Regions from separate parts of the Mus musculus genome. Here region 2 is linked to region 1. A link is a contact called in public Hi-C data. All regions are on one chromosome and are shown on one strand. The core of a region is the stretch at or near the end of the contact, and the rest is flanking DNA. Distances in the headings are between cores, read along the strand shown. Region 1 overlaps Wwox (WW domain-containing oxidoreductase). Region 2 overlaps Wwox (WW domain-containing oxidoreductase).

What was found. Hi-C and Micro-C count contacts between places; a contact is called where the count stands out from the background.
Region 2: a Hi-C map of Th1 cells shows a contact between it and region 1, with 2.0 times the contacts expected there. The contact joins two enhancer-like sites. A contact is called at or near these places in 7 of 484 Hi-C or Micro-C datasets (CD4 single positive thymocytes, CD8 T cells, Th1 cells and 4 more) and 1 of 115 datasets of contacts at active chromatin or transcription factors (CD8 T cells).

Annotation. Positions count from the first base shown.
Region 1 is chr8:115,135,654-115,138,353 of GRCm38.p6, forward strand. All of the region lies in intron 8 of Wwox (WW domain-containing oxidoreductase), which reads left to right. Among named protein-coding and RNA genes, the nearest start is that of Gm39257, 180 kb to the left of the region's middle. Within about 2 kb of position 1,343, at least 5 of the 459 cell types and tissues checked have an H3K27ac peak or open chromatin away from gene starts, as enhancers often do. A contact at or near this core is called in Th1 cells, where this site is marked.
Region 2 is chr8:115,225,998-115,228,697 of GRCm38.p6, forward strand. All of the region lies in intron 8 of Wwox (WW domain-containing oxidoreductase), which reads left to right. Among named protein-coding and RNA genes, the nearest start is that of Gm39257, 270 kb to the left of the region's middle. Within about 2 kb of position 1,429, at least 36 of the 459 cell types and tissues checked have an H3K27ac peak or open chromatin away from gene starts, as enhancers often do. A contact at or near this core is called in Th1 cells, where this site is marked.

The DNA of each region.
Region 1 (2,700 bases), core at 93-2,592:
TTAATACTTTATAAAGGAAAGGAAGGAAAAGGCAGTTCTTTGGGGTTTATGTTGAAGAAGCAGTGTTTTAGATGATGTTGTAGCAGGGCACACTGCAGATAAATGAACCATCTTCCAGATAATAACCTAGGAGGGCTCCGCGTGTCACACATCACACCAATAAACATCTTACTTAATTGAACAGCAAGCGTTTGTCTCTCTTCCATTTCTCACAGACACTGGCTTCTGCAGAGTCTTAGGAGAGGCCAGGGTTCCTCGGAAGCTGGCTCCACTAGGAGGTGTAGCCTCCTTTTCCAAAGCTAGATTGAGGTTGATGTAGGGACCCCATAGTGGGTATAAAATCATCAGCCGAGATAACCAGCCCTTCTCTATGCGTGTATAAATAAAGGTGTGATTTGTTAACAGGAGATTGTTAACAGCGTTTCCTTTGGTTTTTATTTAGAGCAAACTTGAAATATTGCCGGGGCTTAGGGTCTCTGGTAAGACGACAGTGGTCCAGGCCAAGGAGAAGGGCACAGTGTTCTGTGGGTCCATAATACATTGTGCAGCTAGCACACGGTCAGACCCCAAAGAATAGAGTCATTTGTTCACACTTCTCGAAGCCCAGTGTTGGTAGTTCTACATGTGGATGGCCTAGCCCAGACAAGGGCATTGTCAGCAGGCAGCATGGAGCCAACTGAGCTTGTAAGCAAGAGTGCCAGGCTTCTACCATAGAGCTATCTGGCAGTCAGGGGTTGGGGGGAGAATAGCCAAGACTCATGGTCCTTCAAGCCCAGAAGGACCCTTAGTCTAAGGGCATAATCTTCCCTTCTATCTTTGCCAGCTGCCATATGTCTCCCCGTGCTCTGACCCTCTGCCCGAGTACCCCAACCCCATCCCCAATGACTGGTACCCTCCTGCCCATTATCCCACAGTGCTTGAAAATTTTGTGAAGCCTCTTTGTGAAGATGCCCCAACATCCCCCTGGTGCATTTGGCTAGTGCCCCTCCTCTGGTCCTGGAACACTGAAAACTCTTTATGCTTCTACCTGTGTGGACTTCAACATTCTCTTCATTATTCACCCTTGCAAGCCCCACAGAATTCTTGGCATAGTGTAGACACTCAGATGTTATTTCTCAGGTGAGGGAACAGACCCATGAGCAAACAACTGAACGGATGAGCGAGCATGGGCTTTTGTCCTTGCAAGACTCCGCGCGCCCTTTCATCTCAGCAGCATCTGTGAAACACACCTACCTCTTTCTGATCTTCATTCTCAAGCAGTTTTGAAATGAGAACCAAAGCGGCAACGTTTTGCTCTTGGTACCCCAGGACCTCACCCACTCCCGACACTCGGGGCCTGTGTGGTAAGGATCTCAGATCCGGAGTGTGTGTGGCTTGTGTGGGGGTCTGTGACTAAGGGAGCCACCCGGCATACGGTGGTGAAACCCGAAAGGACGACTTGAGCAAGTAATTTCTGAAGAAACCCAGCAGGCAGGGCAGGAGAGGCACGATGTGGAACAGGAAGTTGCAACTTGGCCATTTGTAGCTCCATCTGGGTCTCCTTTATGGAACCTCAGCCTGGAAGAAGCCTGGCTGCTCATTTCTAAGCTTTAACATCTGTACTGGAGAAGAGAAGATGAGTTTCTGGATTAATGTCATACCAAAACCAAATAATAATAATAATAACAATAACAACAAACAACAAAACAATAATAATGAACAGGTAACATTTGGTCTTGCCTACATTAGATCTCTCTATTAGAAATTCTATTTAAAATGTTTGTTTGGTTTTTTTTTTTCCCTCCTCTTGGGACCAGTCTTGTTGGGTCCCCTCCATGCTTGGTTCCAGTGGAACTAAAGGGCAGCAAGCTGGCTGAGCCATCTAAGATGTACGGTCACCTCCACCCCTGCCTAGGACCTCTGTACAACCAACACCTAAGCGCTTGGCTGACAGCTGCCGTCCTTTTCTGTTTGCCTTATTGCTTTGCGTCTAGCATGTCAGCTCACTAGAGAAATGTCATCTGACTAGGGACAGTCAAGAGTCACCTAAGTCTCAAGTCAACAAGGCCACTATCCGTGCTGCTTCTCCATGCGGCTCTGGGAAGCTGATCTGTCTACTTTGGTCCCTAAAGTGTTGACTCTGTTCCCTTTGTGTCTAGTATTTGTTTGAACACGCCGCTTCCAACTATATGTGTGTGTGTGTGTGTAAGAACTAGAGATCTGGGGGAAATGGCAGCAGGGGTGTGTGTGGCGTGTGTTTGTCGGGAGTGAGGGGATGGTACTTGTCCGGAAGGCTCAGAAATCTCTGTGACCTCCCTTGGAGAAGGAGACTTCCTTGCAGTGTCTCCCGAAGACCCCAGGTTCCAACAGAAGACATTGATTCGCCTGGTTAGTTATGACCTCAGAACTTCTTGTGGCTCCCTTCTTTCTGATCCAGCTCCCAAGCAAAGCCAAAGGCAGAACGAATGTGGGCAGAGACTGGCTTAAGGAAGCCTGGCCCTTGCTCTGGTCCTCCAGATTGCTCTCACTAAAGCCTTGCTGTGTTCCTTTCTTAGAGAAGCTTTCAGCCCTCTTCTTATAGGACACTGTGAAAAGTAGGCACAGATCCTCTCTAAGCATGGGGGAGACTCTTTGCATTTAAAAAACAAAAACAAACAAACAAACAAAAATCCCAAAAGAATTCATGTCATTGTGGAGTATTCATAAAACAAAAGAGAGAAC
Region 2 (2,700 bases), core at 179-2,678, 90 kb after region 1:
ACACACAGACACACACACATAAACTGACACAGAGATGTGGATCCTAACACACACCTACAAACACACAGAACAAACACATGGACACAGACATATACAGAAACACTCAGACATACACCACAGACAGACGCACAAACACAGAAACTCACACAGAGGCGTGAATACTATCATATGTAGGTATACAAGGACACAGGCACAGACACATAGACACTGACATACATAGACACACCCACAGACATACACCACACACACACACACACACACACACACACACACACACACACACACACCACTCACATTTTTTCAGCCTTCTAGATTTGCAACAACTTTATCGCAGGAGCTCTTGGTACACATTCCAGGGGCCGTGGTTCCCAAGTGCTCTGGGAGGAAGAAGACCCAGAGGAGTACTGGGCAGAAACTTCCTGCTCTCTCTAAGGTGATTATTGAAAAGCTGCTTCTTGTGGTCATTTCTACAGTGGTGTGGCCTAGGGAGGTGGATCTTATATTCTGGAATCATTCCCAACTTTCCCGTCAGCGATATGAAGCTAGACAAAAATTGTAATCACCCTGTCCCTTGGTTTCTTCAATGGGCCAGGCTTCTCACACTGCAGTCCATGTAAATGGGGGGGGGGCATATTAATGGATAGATAGCTCAGAAACCCAAGGAGCTGGGAATGTCTTAGTTGGTAGAGTACTTGCCTGACATGCCCTGGGCTCATCTCGAGCACTGCATGAGCTAGGCAAGACTATGCTTGCCCCTTAATCCTAGCACTTGGGAGGTGGAAGCAGAAAGATCGGGAGTTCAAGGGCATCTTTGGTTTCACAGGACGTATAAGGCCGGCTTAGGTTACTTAAGGCCCTTGCTTAAAACGAGAAAGAAAAAGAGGAACACAAGAAATGGAGGAGAGAATGAGAATGAGGAAAGAAAGAACAAAGGAAGGAAGGAAGGCAGGCAGTTTAGACGGACAGGCAGATAACAATTACCAGGAAGCTAAGCCCGCCTCCCCTCCCGCCCCGCCAATGCAGGCCATATAAGACACAGAGCTGCCTTGCCCAGTAGGTTCTCATGTCATCTATCTGCCTCTGGTCTAAGGCTGACACTTTGCTCTACATGAGTGACAAAGCAGATTGCTTCCTCCCACTCCTGCGGGTTAAGACCCCTTTCCCTACCTCAGTTTCACTCTGACTGGCAACTTCACTCAGAATGAAACATTAGCAAAAAAAAAAAAAAAAAAAAGACTCAAGATGTTGGCTGAACAGCAAAGGGAGAGTCGATACAAGATTCAAAACCGAGCGCCGGGAGACCACTCGTGAGAAATTCCATAAGCACAACGGTGTGGTTTATGTCACAATCGGTCTGTTGAAATGAAGCCGCCGGGGCCAGGTGGAATGCTAGCATTGTCAACTGTAGCCTCAGGCCTCAGAACCTCTTAACTCAGTGTTGGCTGGTGGGTTAAACACCGGGGAGCTTATGACACATCTGCTTCCCTGACAGGCATCTGAAAAAGGGAAAAAAATTGAGCACAATTGAAAGCAACATGAAAGTCAGTTTGCTTCAGCCCCGTGTCTGCTGCTGACAAGGGGTAGCATCCCCGCTGTAGCGTAGAGACAATACCAAGTGCATGGATTTGATCTGAGAGCTAAACGGGGAAGGGTGAGACCCTGGCACAGGACTGGGGCAAGCAGGTGCTTAGCAATGGAGACTTCTTGGGGGCATTTTCTAGACCTGTGGAAGGGTTGAAAATAGACCAAAGAAGCAGTGTGCCTGGCCCCTGGCCAATCTTCATAGGATTCGTAGGTATAGAGCAGATACCTCCTGCATGAACTATGACCAGCCAGCCAGGGCTTTGGATCTTAACACATTTAGCCCCCCCTGCATAGGCCATTTCAGACGGGCAGCTTGGTCTTTAGGATGTCGCTAAGTGTTGCCCACCGTACACATAAATGATAGCAGAGGTGCACACCGAGTTCAGGGAGGGTCTCCTTTAAGGAGTTCAGGGGGACAAGATGAAGCTTGTCTAATTCTGAACTCTGTATGGGAGAGCTGCGAGTGACCTCCCCTGTCACTTTTAGTTAAGACAGGGCGTTGGAATTCTGGCCTTCGCCATTTGGCTCTTCTCACCTCGGTTATAAGCTTAGACGATATAAAGTGAAGGAAGAGCTCCAACATATTAGGGCCTCCATAATCGAATCTTCCTGGTCACTCTGGCTACCATCAAACACTACAGCGTTCCTATTTCAGAACACAGGGTAGAGATACCTCCTAACTCCGCTTAATAACGGGGAATTGTGTGATTTGGTTCACCCAATAGAATCCGACCAACAGTCACATATTTCATGTCCAGGAGGAAAGAATTTGAGAGTCACTGTGAGCCCTACCTCACCCTCCTTTTGTGGCCCCAGAATCCAGAAATGTGCTGTCCACGTGAGTCTTGCCCTTTCCCTTCCGAGTCCCTGTGTTGACCATGGTCACCTGAGTTTCCCTGCCAGCCTTCCTACTGACTGTGGGGGAAATGAGCCTTTGTTGCCAGTTGCTGAGATTTCAGAGGCATTTGCTCCTGCAATAGGACCCAGCCTCTCTTGCCATAAAACTTTACACTGCATTGTTTTATTCGTCTGCTTATGTGTGATTATGACTCCAACCTCCTTCCAAATGTGTTACAAACTCTAATGCATGATGAGGCAATTAAGTTCCAAGCCAAA